2 separate regions of the Mus musculus genome follow, and region 1 is linked to region 2. Evidence: chromatin contacts called from public HiChIP or PLAC-seq data. All regions are on one chromosome and are shown on one strand. Each heading gives the region's core, a stretch centred on a gene start, on an enhancer-like site or on the middle of the called end of the contact. The rest is flanking DNA. Distances are from core to core; before and after follow the strand shown. Region 1 has its middle 20 kb from the start of Mrto4. Region 2 overlaps Gm33304 (a long non-coding RNA gene).

Region 1 (7,533 bases), core at 780-3,279, 170 kb after region 2:
TTTTTTTAAGATTTATTTATTTATTTATTATATGTAAGTACACTGTAGCTGTCTTCAGACACACCAGAAGAGGACATCAGATCTCATTACAGATGGTTGTGAGCCACCATGTGGTTGCTGGGATTTGAACTCAGGACCTTTGGAAGAGCAGTCAGTGCTCTTAACCGCTGAGCCATCTCACCAGCCCCGAGAGCTTGTCTTACTATAACAACAACAACAACAACAACAACAACAACAACAATAATAATAGTGATAAGATACAGACAACCAGGATGATTAAGCCAATTTAAAGTATATGAGTCCTTTACTGGCCAGTGACCAAAAAGGGGTTTATGTCTCAGAGTCTCTTGTGCAAAAGTTTGGAGGCACAATGATGTTTTTAAAGGCAAACCCCACAAAGACTATAATTTACTTAGGAGTTCAATAAGGGTCAGAGTAACCTTGAAACACTCATTTCAGGAAGACCATAGTAACTTTTTTTCATATTATTTCAGACATTAAGTGACTGTTGTTGTTGTTGTTGTTGTTGTTGCTGTGGTTGTTGTTATTGTTTTACTTATAACTTCCTGAGTTAATGTTAAGTTTCAGAAAATAATTATTTTGATCAATACATCTGGACTATGGTCAATGTCATAGAAAGTCCAAATGTGTTGCTAGGCAACATCACTATTAAGCAGGTAGAGGGTGAGAACCTTCTAAACCTTAGGTTCTCGTGGATCACCACCCCTTTGGGGATGTTAAAGGACCTTTCACAGAGGTCACATATAGATATCCTGCATATCAGATATTTGCATTATATTCAGTAGCAAAATTACAGTTATGGAGTAGCAACAAAAATAAATTGAGGGTTGGGGTCACCACAACATTAGGAAGGGTGAGGACCACTGGTCTAAGCAAACACAAAATGGAATCAGGAAAAGAGGGTGTTACCTTACTCACTGGGTCCTTAACCCAGGACTAGGCAAGCATCCAATCAGCTAAGCTATAATCCAAACCCTATTTTGACATTTGAAACAGTCTTGTTCTATGGGCTTGGCAGACCTGTTGTTCCTATGTTGTCCAGGACAGCCTTGAACTTGCGTTGATTCTCCTGCCCCTGTTTCTGGAGTGCCGGAATCACAGGGGTAGACCACCACACCATGTGCTATTTGGTCGGTGCTGGTCTACTGCTTGCTATATAATCCCGCTGACTTTTGACTGCTGGCAAACTTCCTGCCTCAGCCTCCAGAGTGCAGGGATTACAAGCAAGAACGGCCGCCCTGACTTCAACTGTCTTTTTAAAGGGTTATGGTGAGAAAATCTTGTCCATTTATCCCCACGTCCCAATTTGTTACAGTCTTCATTTGGTGTAAATTCTAAGTCCCTACTGCATAAATGTTCTCAAAGATGCCTGGAGTGAACATTTGCTACTTGAGATTCGCTCCACCCTCGATTCTCTGAACAGTCTAAACTGCCTGAGAGTTTGAGGGAAACTTCTCCTGGATTAGTAAATCAGGGCTGACAGACCTTCTTTGCTGTCCTTCCACAGGGACCCTTACTAGAGCTCCCAGCAAACCTCAATTCATTGACAGCTCCCCCGCCAAAAAAACAAAAACAAAAACAAAACAAAAAACAAGCTGGGCATGGTGGCGCATGCCTTTAATCCCAGCACTCGGGAGGCAGAGGCAGGCGGATTTCTGAGTTCGAGGCCAGCCTGGTCTACAGAGTGAGTTCCAGGACAGCCAGAGCTACACAGAGAAACCCTGTCTCAAAAAAAAAACAAAAAACAAAAAAACAAAACAAAAAAACAGAGACAGCTCTCCAGGATTCACCCACCTGCTAAACTCCTTCTAGGAGGGTACAGAGAGCCCAGGGCAGCTCATGAATGGGCCAGAGAGAGGCAGGAAGCTAGAGGTGTCTGCAACTTCCGACCTAGCTCATGAGACCTGCCACTGACCTCCAGGTGGCACTGTTGTAGAGTTCTCAGCTCTACAGAAGTTTTGTGCACAGGCCCACACTTTCCTGCCCTTTCTCCGCTAGCCCCGCCTCCTGTGGGAGTGGTCACGGAAGGCTATTTTATGCAGAGACGATCCAAGGTGTCCTGGGGTTTGAGCTGGGCTGCAGCAGCTCCAAAGGTAACGGTCTTGCCTATCACCCACCCGCAATGAGCAGAGTTGATTCTTCCCCGGTACAGCTTCTTCCGGCTCCTGGGGCTGTGATCGCACCTTGTCCTCCCAAGAGCTCCGAGAACCACAAGCTCCTCAGGCTGACTTTACACAACTCTGCGGTTTCCACCCTTCCAGAAAAGTGGCCCAGGACCCTCTCACAATAGACCAACCCTGGCTCCGCCAAATTCCATGTGGCCAGCCTATGTCTAGGGCATTGAGAACACTGGGAATCTCGAACTGTGTAGACTCTCCCGAACTAGTGCCTAGCAGGTGCGTGCCTCTGAACCCTCATCTGATGGGTTTCCTGTTTTGCAGTCAGCAGAACCCCAGAAAGACTTTGGACCAAGCAGTCGATCTGCCTTCTTATTGCAGCCGGGCTCAGGGTCTTGGATTTTTCTCCCAAGTTCTGGGTGCCTGTTGGTTTAGCAGTGGTTTCAGCTTCACCAAGGAGTATCCCCACAACTGGCATTGGAAGTGGGATGATGTAGCCTATGGGAGTCTCTTCATCTGCCACGACTGGCCTAGTAACGGTGCTTGAGAGACAAGAAGGGAATTTGGTTCAACACAGCAGTAACAGACATTGTTGCTTTAAATGTTGCCAGTCATACTTGGAGTTGTTTGTTTTAGGCATATTTAAGCACCGTTTGGTTAAAACTTTCCTACTGACCTCTCAAACTCCACCTTAGGGAGAGGCAGCCTTGTACAGGAATAAAAAGCTTGCTTTACTAATTAGTTGCTTTAATACACTTGGCCCTGATGACTTTGGTCCTTCTCTTCCATCTTTGGGATTAATAAAACAACTTGCAGGAACCAGGTGAGTCCTTTCACCTTGTGGGCTCTGACCTAGTGAGTGGGTCATGTTTGGCAGCAAGCATGCCCGGTACCTGAGGAACCCAGAAAAGGGTGTCAGATCCTCTTAAGTCTGGAGTGCCAGATGGCTGGGAGCTACCATGTGGGTACTGGGATCGAACCCAGGTCCTCTAGAAGAGCAGCTAGTGCTTGTAACCACTAAACCATACCTCCAGCTCCATAATGTAATGTTCTTAAAGAAGGAAAACGTCCACATTAATAGTTCTTTAAACCTACTCCCTTCTAGGTTCCTAGTGATCCCCTGACAGCCTTTGGACTGCTAGCAAGACTTTCTAAGTGTAGGAAGTTCCTCTCATCCATCTGTCCATTCGTTTATCCATCCATCTATCCATCCATCCATCCACCCACCCACTGATCCATCTGTCCATTCATCCATGCATCCATCCATCTATCATTCAACCATTCACCTGGGCTTCTCAGCAGGGGGAGAGAGAGGAGTAGGGACTCACACTGACAGCCCAGCCCTAGCTCGTTTTCACGAACAGAGTCTGTAGTTGGCCCCGACTTTCCTCTTCACAGGCCCTTAGCGAAGCCTTCCTGTCTCTGTCCCCAGTTCCTTTGGCACCTTCCTCCCCCTGTGATCAGAACTGCCCATCATCCATAGTGCACTCAGCGTCGTCTTTCAAAACACCTTATGGTGACCATAGAGCTCTGGACTACAGCCCCCAGTCTAAAGTCAAGACTTCTCCACGTGGGGTTCCCTCAGGGCCGCTTTGCTTGTGGTCTGTGGCCTTTTCTCTTTTCCTGTGTCCTCTGCCCCAGACCCAATGCTCTGGTACCTGGGGTGGCAGGTGTGGCTCCACACAGGGCCTTCTGCTCATGGATATTAAAGCCAGTGTACCTCCTGTGTCTTGCTGTTCAGTTATCCCCTGTGTCATTGTCCACTAACTACTTATGCTGTCCATTGTCAGCTCAGCCTGAACAATTCTAGGGACTTCTCTGTAACCTGTCACTTTTACTCCTATTTACAGTTGGTAAGGGTGTGAAAAACTGAGTAATTTAGTCAAGGCCATAGCTACTAGTGGCAGGGACGCCTCTGCTGTGCCCACACAACCGTGTGTGTATTCATTGCAGAACCAAATAGGTGTGTTCAAAACTAAAGTTAAAGTATTTATTAAAATATCGTGTCTGTGTGTGTGCACGCACACGGGTGTGCACAGGCAAATGTGTGTGCATAGGTAAACGTGTGCGCACAGGTGCAGAGGCCAGCAGAGGTTATCTGTGCCCTCCTTGATTTCTCCCTAACTATTTCTTTGAGACAGAGTCTCTCCCTGAATCTGTGCATCATGCTTTTCAGGGATGCTGACAGCCCGCAAGCCCCACTGTGATCCTGTTTGTGTACCCTTCAGAGCTGGGCTTACAGGCATACATCAGACACCCAGCCGGTTATACGATGTTAGGATGTGAGTGTTCATCTTTATGATCCTGCAGCAGGCACTGAGAACCGCTGAGCCATGCCTAAGGATGTATAAAATGAACTTCCCAAAGCTTTGCTTTGTCTTCATGAATCCGATGGAAGACACCTTTGATTAGTACTGGGGTAATAGTTTCCAAGTTCAAGCAAAAGGCAAACACCACAGTATGTATGTATGTATGTATGTATGTATTCATTTACTTATTTTTTAAATATTTATTTATTTTTATATATAAGTACGCCGTGGCTGTCTTCAGACAGCAGAAAAAGTCATCAGATCTCATTACAGGTTGTTGTGCGCAACCATGTGGTTGCTGGGATTTGAACTCAGAACACTCAGAAGAACAGTCAGTGCTCTTACCTGCTGAGCCACCTCGCCAGCCCTCATATACTTACTTATTCAGTTTATACTTCCATTCCCTCCTCCCCCATCCCTCCTCTCCTACTAGTCCCACTTTTACAAATCCCTCCACCCAGTTAAGAGTAACTGCTTTGTCCTGTACAGGTTAAGGTGTCTGTTTGTCCTTAAAGAATAAGTTTCTGTTAGTCCATGTTAAAATCCTTGCAAGTTACGATTTCTAGTTGTAATTAAGAACGCGTTCCTGTTTCTTAGATCCCATCTAAACTGAAAAACTCTTTTTCAACCTACACTAAACCTGGCAGCCTGTTCCCGTGATGTATATCCTTACCCTGTTCCTCTACTTTCATTGTATCTAACAATGTGTGACAGCCAACGCAATCTCTCCTATAAAAAGGACTTCAAGAGGCCAGCAGGGACTGCCCTCTCAAATCCTGATTTAGGGAGAGGCTACCAGACTGGCCAGTCCTGAGTACACCCCGAAATAAAGCTTGTTTTAATCAGACAGTTGTGGACTTGGTTTTTCTCAGTTTAACACTGAGAAGTCTCCAGTTTAACACAATGTTAATTTGTTGGGTTGAAGGACTTTTAGGCTATTTCTATGTTCTGGCGCATGCAGATTAAAAAAGCACTCTAAACCTGAGTGTGTATTGGGGTTTGTGTGAACACAGGTTTTTCTTTCCTTTGATTAAAACCAGGAAAATGCCCTAGCCCTTGAGACTGAGGCAGGCAGATCTCTGTATATTTGAAGCTAGCCTTGTCTGTGCAGCGAGCCCTCGTTGAAAATAATGGAACAGCCGGGCGTGGTGGCACACGCCTTTAATCCCAGCACTTAGGAGGCAGAGGCAGGCAGATTTCTGAGTTGGAGGCCAGCCTGGTCTACAAAGTGAGTTCCAAGACAACCAGAGCTATACAGAGAAACCTGTCTCGAAAAACCAAAACAAACAAACAAAACAAAACAAACAAAAAAAAGGAACAAGACGCAAAAGAATGAGTTTGCCAGAAACACTTCCACTAACGTTTTTTTGTTTATTTGGTTTTTTTTGGTTTCTTTTTTGAGGGTTTCTCTGTGTAGCCCTCACTGTCCTGGAACTCACTTTGTAGACCAGGCTGGCCTCGAACTCTCTGCCTGTCTCTGCCTCCCCAGTGCTGGGATTAAAGGTGTGCGCCACCCAGTGAGACTTTGCCGAGTCATTGTTGTTGACTTTATGTAAATAAATATCAATCGAGGACCTTGCTGAGCCATGAAGTACATAATCAACTTCAAAAGATCTGCACCAGTTATCTTCCATCCTTTATTTGCCTTTCTCCATTAAGTTTGTTACTTATTCACTTTCCATCTGGATCGCAGCCCCCCCCCGCCCCCCCCCCCCCCCCCCCGCGCCCCAGCCCCTTTGTGCACAGCCCCTCCCCCTACTGTTCTCCTCTGAGGAGGGTAGAATAGTCCAATTCTTGTGAAACAGAGGTTTAATCATAAACAGGAATGAGCCTAGTTTGTCCTTACTCTAAGATGGCTTTTAAGCCTAAGATGGAGGCAGGCTTTGACCTTTGCACATTGTGGCCTGTGCACATGCACTCAGATACACTAAATAAATAAGTGTGAAATAAACAAATAAATTAGTGCTGAGCACCCGGCAACAGTTTTGAACCTTCCTATACATGCAAACATTTCAGATGGCATATGTCTGTTGAAGACCATTCCTTGCTCTCCCTGACACCTATTGTCCCCAGTTTTAAGGGGTGACATCCAGTATTGCGAAATTTTGTTGCCTTTGTCCCTGTCTCCAAGCCCTCCAGAGTTTTTCTTAGATTTCCCTCTGCCTTTCCTCCTCCTCCCCCTACTCTTCCTCTTTGCTTAGAACGCAGAATCCCCCTGCCTCAGCAGCTGGAAGCACCTGCACACCTGGCTCCTACAGGTGTTTTTGGTCTCTTTCAGGGAGCGGCTTTCTTCAGCATCTAAGCCCTGAAGTGTGCCCCCTCTGAGCTCCCCAGCCAATGCGGAAGGCGCTTCGTCAAGTGGACTAGTGTTGTCACTCACGTGGCTTCTCTTGGAGTCTGGCACAGAGACTCAAGCTACTGTGGGAGGCACAGAGAGCCTTGTGCTCCTGATAAGCACTTAGGAGAAGCCGAATTGCTAGCACACAGGGGTGTTCATTCTAGAAAAGAAACGTATAACCTGTTATCTGCCAAGAAGCCTGGGAGCAGATGTGCATTCTAGGCTGGTGAACACTGTGTTATCTGTGTGATGGGGACTACACTGGCCCCTCTTTCAGCCTCCTTTTCCTCAGTCAACCAAGAAAGCTACAGAACCTACCTGTTTTTGGTTTTGTTTTGCTTTTTGAGATAGAGTTTCTCTGTGTAGTTCTGGCTGGCTGTCCTGGAACTCACTCTCAGTGGTGAGATTAAAGGTATATGGCATACTGCCCAGCTGCAGAACCTATCTTTATGGACAGTGTCACACATGGATCTTACAAAGGGTTGTTGTTTTTGTTTTTTGTTTTTTTTCCGAGACAGGGTTTCTCTGTGTATCCCTGGCTGTCTTGGAACTCACTCTGTAGACCAGGCTGGCCTCGAACTCAGAAATCTGCCTGCCTCTGCCTCCTAAGTGCTGAGATTAAAGGCATGCACCACCACAGAGAAATCCTGTCTTGAAAAACCAAAAAAAAAAAAAAAAAACCTTAAAAAAAAAAAAACAAGAAGAAGAAGGAGGAGGAAGAGGAGGAGGAGGAGGAGGAGGAGGTGGA
Region 2 (7,152 bases), core at 3,103-5,602:
GCCCTGTAGTCCACCTTCACTTCTATGAAGAGCAGTAGTAGTTCAGAGAAAAATGAAAAGCAGAAGGTGACCCTGACAGCGAGCTCAGGACAGACAATATGGTTCCTGGACTTTGAAGAAATGTTCTTGATCATTATCAATCATCTCAAAGGAAAATCACGCTCTTTGTGTTTTGAGAAAAGGCTTACACTACAACCCTGGCTGGTCCCAAACCATCTTCCCGCCTTAGCCTACTCACGTGCTAGGATTATAACCGTGCGCCATCATGGGAACTTTGGTTGGTTGGTGTATGCGCAAGTGTGCATGCCATGGCCTCACAAGGTTAGAGGACGGCTTGCAGGACTTGACTCTCTCTTCATGTAGGTTCCAGGGATCCCATCACCCACTGAGACATCCCTCTGAGCCAGGAATTGTTTTTGTTTGTTTTGTTTTGTTTTGTTTTGTTTGTTTGTTTGTTTTGACATAGGGTCTCACTATATAGCCCAGGCTGGGTTTGGAACTCCCAGTGTATCCCAGGCTGGCCTCAAACTCACAAAGATAAGCTTGCTTCTGCCTTCCAAGTACTTGGATGAAAGGAGTGCACCACCACCCCCTGGCTGGGAACTATTTTTAAGCTGACATACATACATACATACATACATACATACATACATGCTGTTAAAGTTTGTTGAAGCTGGAGGTGCAACTCAAAGGTAAAGAATGGGCTTAGCATGCATGAGACAGAGTTCATGTCTCAGCACATGAACGAATTAAAAAAAGAAAAAAATTAATCCAGAATAGCAGTTCAGTTTCACTCAATGTAAATTAACATTTGTTCATTTCTGCAAGCACTCAGTAGGAGTGCTGTTAGCTCATTTGATTAATAAACCAGAATAAGCTCAAGAAAAACAAAATGGTAATTTTTAAAAAAAAATGTATTTATTTATTTTATGTGCATTGGTATTTTGCCCACGAGCATATTTAGGTGAGGGTGTCAGACCCCTGGAAGTAGAGTTACAGGCAGTTGTTAGCTCCCATGTGGCTGCTGAGAATTGAACCTGGGTCCTCTTTCAGAGGACCCAATGCTTTCTAGACAGGGTTTCTCTGTGTATCCTTAACTGTCCTGGAACTCACTCTATAGACCAGGCTGGCCTCGAACTCAGAGATCTGCCCGCCTCTGCCTGTGTTGGGATTAAAGACTTGTGCCACCACTGCCTGTCTATAACTGGTTATTTCTAATTTATGCTTATTTGTGGGTGTGCATACATGTGCGTGAGTGTACATGAGTGTGCATACACAGGTGTGCACACATGTGTGTATATACATGGGTGTGCATACATGGGTGTGTGCATGTATACATGGGTGGGCATGCATGTAGAGGTCAGAGACAACTCGTGAGAACTGGTTCTTGCTCTCCATCACATGGAGAGGGTCAAACTAACTTAGGTTGTTAGGCTTGACAGCAAGCACCTTAACCCACTGAGTCTTCTTGCTAGCCCAAACAGGGTTGTGTGGCACAGTAAGTTTTCCCAGCCCCAACTTCACAGATCCAGCCGCCAACCTCTACCGCACACATCCCCCACGCCCGCATCCTTCCACTCATCAGGGCTTGGCTGATAGAAACATGCTCTTCCCGTTTACAAGGGGATGTGAACTATGCCGGTTGGGTCTGCCCTGGTGTTTTGCTGACTCTTCCTGCTCTGTGAGATAGATTTCAAGTGCTGCTGGAGTTTTGTTTATCCTTGGAAGAAACGGCTTGACGGAGCTTAGAAACTCACAACGCCGTAAGACCGCATCCGTAAGATGTTCCGTTTACATCTTTCTTCGAGTTTGATTTATTTACATTTTCCACCATGTTCCCAAATGGGTTTACTAAATACACACATAGGCAGTTTCTTTTTAAGGTGACGGCTGAAGGCAGGACTAAGCAAAAGTCAGAAGAGAAAAGAAATCAGCTGGATTAAGAGGCAGGCTAGGAGAGGAAGCTGCCTGAACACACATCGCTTCAGGTTTCAAACTGATGGGAGAGACACACATACTTCTTGCTCAGACCTTCCAGGTTGGCAAACCAAATAGCAGACGGATTTTGTCAGAGGACTTAAAAGGATCGTCCAGGGACTAGAGAGCTCAGTTGTGGGTAAGGATGTATACTGCTTTTGCAGGGAACCTGAGTTCAGTTCCCAGCACCCAAGTGTTGAGGTTAGGGCACTGACATCTGCTTTTCATCTAGCTCCAGGGAGATCTGATGCCTCTGGCCTCTGGTGGCATCTGCCCTCACTCACACACACATACCCACACCCAGACAGTCACATCTCTCACACACATACCCATACCCAGACAGTCACATATACACATAATTTGAAAATAGTTTTAAAAGTCTATAACTTAAGCCAGGCGGTGGTGACGCACGCCTTTAATCCCAGCACTTGGGAGGCAGAGGCAGGTGGATTTCTGAGTTTGAGGCCAGCCTGGTCTACAAAGTGAGTTCCAGGACAGCCAGGGCTACACAGAGAAACCCTGTCTCGGAAAAAAGAAAGAAAGAAAGAAAGAGAGAGAGAGAGAGAGAAGTCTATAACTTAAAAAAGATTGCTTAACTTGGTGCTTTAAAAATATCAGGGACCTGGAGAGATAGCTTAGTGGTTAAGAGCACTGACTGCTCTTACAGAGGACCTGGGTTCTGTTCTCAGCACCCACAAGGTGGCCCACAACCATCTGTAACTCCAGTCTCAGGGGCTCTGATGCCTTCAAACCTCGATGGGCACCCACACGAATGTGCTGCACTCCCGAAAGTATACATAAACACATGTAGTTAATAAATACGTATTTTTGGTGTGTGTGATAGGGTTTCTCTGTGTAGCCTTGGCTGTCCTGGAACTTGCTCTATAGATCAGGATGGTCTTGAACTCACAGAGATCCTCCTGTCTTTGCCTCCCTCCGAGTGCTGGGATTAAAGCTGTGTGGTACCACTGCCTGGCAAATACATATATTTTTTAAAAAGCATAAAAATTCATATACACTGGTAGTGTATCATATGTCCAAGTAATATTTGAGATATATATATATATATATATATATATATACACATTGCATAATATTTGAATCCTTGGAAACATACATTACATACCATCATTTCTGTCTTATGTTGCTCAACCTTGTTAGGTAGCAAGAACGACCTTGAACTTCGGATCCTCCTGCCGCCGCTTCCCAAATGATTCTATTACAGACACTCGCCAACAGGACAGGTTTCTGTAATGCTGGGCTCTAATCCAGCACTTCCTACATACTAGGCAAGCACTCTACCATACCATTTAACCATGTCCACCAAAGGTCTACCATGATTCGGAGACTCTGCCCCCAGGATGGTGTCACTGGGAGGCAGAGTCTTTGAGAGGTGGCACCAGATGAGAGGAACTTCAGTCACCAAGGCTATCCACCCAGAACATGGTGCCCAGAGACCCCACACGTCAGCTTGCAGGCTGCAGTGTTTGGCGTGTGGTGGAGGCAACCGTGCCACTTCCTAGTTAGCTTGTAGAGTGGTGATGGGTAATGCCATTTCCAGTTGGGTAATGACAGTTGGAGGCCTCCAAGCCTCTTGGCACTCTATGGATCACCTAAAATCCTTTCTTTTCCCTGTACTGGGAATCAAACCCAGGGTTTTATGTATGCTATGCATATCTGTGTGTCACACATCAGTTTTCCCTTTCAGCCACTGAAAGGTTGAGATCAGCCTGGACATAAGACCTCATTCATTCATATACATACATACTACATACATACATATGTACATATGTACACCACAGATATATTTCCCAAGAGTAAAGATTTGTGTTCATTTAGCCCCCAGTGTGTGGCACAGAGTAGATGTCACATAAATGTGCGCTAGATAAATGGAGGGAACACTTTGGAATTTGGGGACAAGAGCCAGCATAAGGAGCACACTGGGCCAGAAGGGACAGGACAGGAGGTCCCAGGGTGGGCAGAGGGCAGATACATGGGCCAGGTAGGCGATGGAAAGGCATGTGATAAAACAGAAGACCTATTAAACAGGGGATGACACTAATGTGTATTTTTACTCTTAAATTTTTAATTATATGTATATGCGTATGTCTGTGTGCAGATGTGTGCATGAAGGCTATGCCAGATCGCTGAGAGCTAGAGTCACAGGAGGTTGTGAGCTACTTGACTTGGGTGCTAGGAACTGAACTCTGGCCCTCTGGTAGAAAAGTAAGTGCTGGTCACTGTCCAGGCCCTGACCTCTCTCTATTTTTTAAATTTATTTTATTTTATATGTATGGGTTTGTCTTAGTTAGAGTTTCTATTGCTGTGACGAAACACCATGACCAAAAAAGGAAGTTGGGGAAGAAAGGCTTTATTTGGCTCCCACTTCCAGATCACTTCCCTCACTGGATGAAGTCAGGACAGGAACTCAAGCAGGGCTAGAACCTGGAGGCGGGAGTTGAGGCCATGGAGGGTGCTGCTAACTGGCTTGCTTCCCATGGCTTCCTCTGTCTGATTTCTTATAGAATGGAGGGTCACCTGCCCAGGGATGGCCCCACCCACAGTGGGCTGGGCCCTCCCCCACTGATCACTAATTGAGAAAATGCCTTACAGCTGGATCTCATGGAGGGGTTTCCTCAACTGAGGCTCCTTTCTCTGTGATAACTCCAGCCTGTGTCAAGTTGACACACAAGACCAGCTAGTACAACTGATCCCTTGTCAACTTGATACACAAACATCACTATTAAGCCAAAACCCTTTCTTTTTTATTCCTCCCCAAGATATCACACTAAAACCATAAATAACTTTAAAAGTCCCACAGTCTTTACAAATTCAAACACCTTAAAAATCCATTCCCATGGGCTGGAGAGTTAGTTCCAATGGTGTCTGAGTTGACACAGCAGAAGAGGGCATCGGATCCCATTATAGATGGTGGTGAGCCATCATGTGGTTGCTGGGAATTGAACTCAGGACCTCTGGAAAGGCAGTCAGTGCCCTTAACCACTGAACCATCTCTCCATCCCAAGTAAATAAATCTTTAAAAAAATTTTTTTCATTCCCTTTAAAATAGCCAATCTCTCTTTTTTTTTTTCAAGAATGTCCGCACTTTTATTAAGTTAGAAACTAATAAAAGCAACACCCATGCTCAGGCAAGCACCATGACTAGGTCCTCTGGGCTGTGCAGACTGATTAGGACCAATGACATAGTCTCTTAAAATTCAAAGTCTCTCAATCTTCTGGACTCCTCCAAAGGCTTGGGTCACTTCTCCAGCTCTGCCTTCTGTAGCACACACAGCTTGTCTTCTGGGATCCAGCTGGCTCCACTCCATCATTGCTGCTGTTCTTGGAGGTCATACCTCCATGGTTCTGGCATCTCCAAAACTGCTGGGGTCCCTTGCTATAACTGCATTATATGTCCCCCAATAATAGTGTCTCTTAGATTTTCTTTCTGGTGCCAGTCCTCAACATCTTTACATGATTTTTTCAATCCTGGGCCTTCAGCTGCCACTGAGGCTGCACCTTCACTAATGGCCTCTCCTAGCCTCTCACAGTGCCTCAGCTGTTCTCCACAACCCCTTCATGCCTGCAAAACCAGTGCCGCCTGGGTGATTCTCACACATAACCAAGTCCAGCTGCAGCATGAGGCCCATCATTGGCTGACTCTGGAACATAGCTCCTCTGTGCTCTCAGGAAACACTTCCTAGAAGATTTCATCTCAGTGATGCTGGTCTCTTCTTAATCACCACTAATTTCTCAGCTCCAACCAACCAGCATCGAGGTTTCCAGCCAATTCCCAGCAAACCAAAGGTTTCACTTTAGTAGTTTTGGTATCTTGTTAATCACAGCTGGTTCTTCAGCCCCTGCTAACCAGAACCACAAAATCTCCACTCAAAATAACAAAACGGCTTGATCGAGACTTTAAATTTCCTTCTGAAATTTCACAAGCCAGGCAGGCCTCCATCTTTTGCACTGCTCTCAACATTCTTGTCCAACAAGCTCCCACAGAGCATCCACTGAGCTTTCAGTACTCAATGGCTTTTCTAGCCCAAAGTATAACAATTCTTCACAATCTTCCCCCAAAACATAGTCAGGTCTGTCACAGGAATACCCCACTCCTGATACCAAGATCTGTTTTAGTCTGTTTATTCTCTAGAGTCTCAGAACTTATGGAATGAATCTATCTATCTATCTATCTATCTATCTATCTATCTATCTATCTATATATCTATCTATCTATCATGCGTGTACATACACACACACACACACACACACACACACACACACACACACACACACACAGGGAATTTACTGGAATGACTTACAGGCTGCAGTCCAATTAACCCAACAGTGGGCAGCTGTGAATGAAAAGTCCAAGAATCTAGTAGTTGCTAAGTCCCCCAAGACTGGGTGTTTCTGCTGGCCTTCTGTATGAGATGGAATCCTAAAGAAGTAGGCTTCAATTGATGTCCTGGCAAAGTGAGTGTAAGCAGGCAAAGAGAACAACCCCTTTGTTCTTCCCATTGTCCTTGTATAGGAGGTCTCCAGCAGAAGGTACAGCCCAGATTATATGCGTGTCTCAAGTTTTGGGTTAAAGGCATGTGTTAATCCTGATCAAAAGCATGTGCCATCCCACATCAGGAGTCAGATTACAGGCCTGTTGTCTCCTTGCCTCCGGACCAGGCTCATGGATGTGCCCTCCATTTCTGAATTGTAGTTCATTCCAGATAGAGAAAAGCTGACAACCATGGAGAGCCATCACAGGGTGCTTTGCCTGCATGAATATATATGCACCATGTGTATCTCACACACACACAGAGTCCAGAAGAGGACATTGGCTCCCACAGAACTAGAGTTAGGAATAGTTGTGAGTCACCGTGTGGGTGCTGTAACAGCAACAAGTGCTCTTAACCACTGAGTCCCTAATTTGTAGTTTGTTTTTGTTTTGTTTTATTGAGACAGGGTTTCTCTGTGTAGCCCTGGCTGTCCTAGAACTCATTCTATAGACCAGGCTGGCTTCAAACTCAGAGATCCTCCTGCCTCCGCCTCCGAAGTGCTGGGATGAAAGGTGTGCGCCACCACAACCGGGCCTCCAATGTATTTTTAAAAGACCATTCTGAGCCAGGTGTGGTGGCTCTGCCTATTATTCTAGCATGTGAGAGAATGCGCTGGAGGGAT

Evidence for each region. HiChIP or PLAC-seq counts read pairs in DNA pulled down with a chosen protein or histone mark.
Region 1: a contact with region 2 is called in an H3K4me3 HiChIP or PLAC-seq map of bone marrow-derived macrophages, with 2.5 times the contacts expected there. The contact joins two enhancer-like sites. A contact is called at or near these places in 2 of 115 datasets of contacts at active chromatin or transcription factors (bone marrow-derived macrophages and embryonic stem cells) and 2 of 9 other capture datasets (adipose tissue and liver).

The regions. Positions count from the first base shown.
Region 1 is chr4:139,328,797-139,336,329 of GRCm38.p6, forward strand. No RefSeq gene overlaps it. Among named protein-coding and RNA genes, the nearest start is that of Mrto4, 20 kb to the right of the region's middle. Within about 2 kb of position 2,030, at least 63 of the 459 cell types and tissues checked have an H3K27ac peak or open chromatin away from gene starts, as enhancers often do. A contact at or near this core is called in bone marrow-derived macrophages, where this site is marked.
Region 2 is chr4:139,156,884-139,164,035 of GRCm38.p6, forward strand. The region is part of intron 1 of Gm33304 (a long non-coding RNA gene); the gene reads right to left. Among named protein-coding and RNA genes, the nearest start is that of Gm33304, 4.8 kb to the right of the region's middle. Within about 2 kb of position 4,353, at least 3 of the 459 cell types and tissues checked have an H3K27ac peak or open chromatin away from gene starts, as enhancers often do. A contact at or near this core is called in bone marrow-derived macrophages, where this site is marked.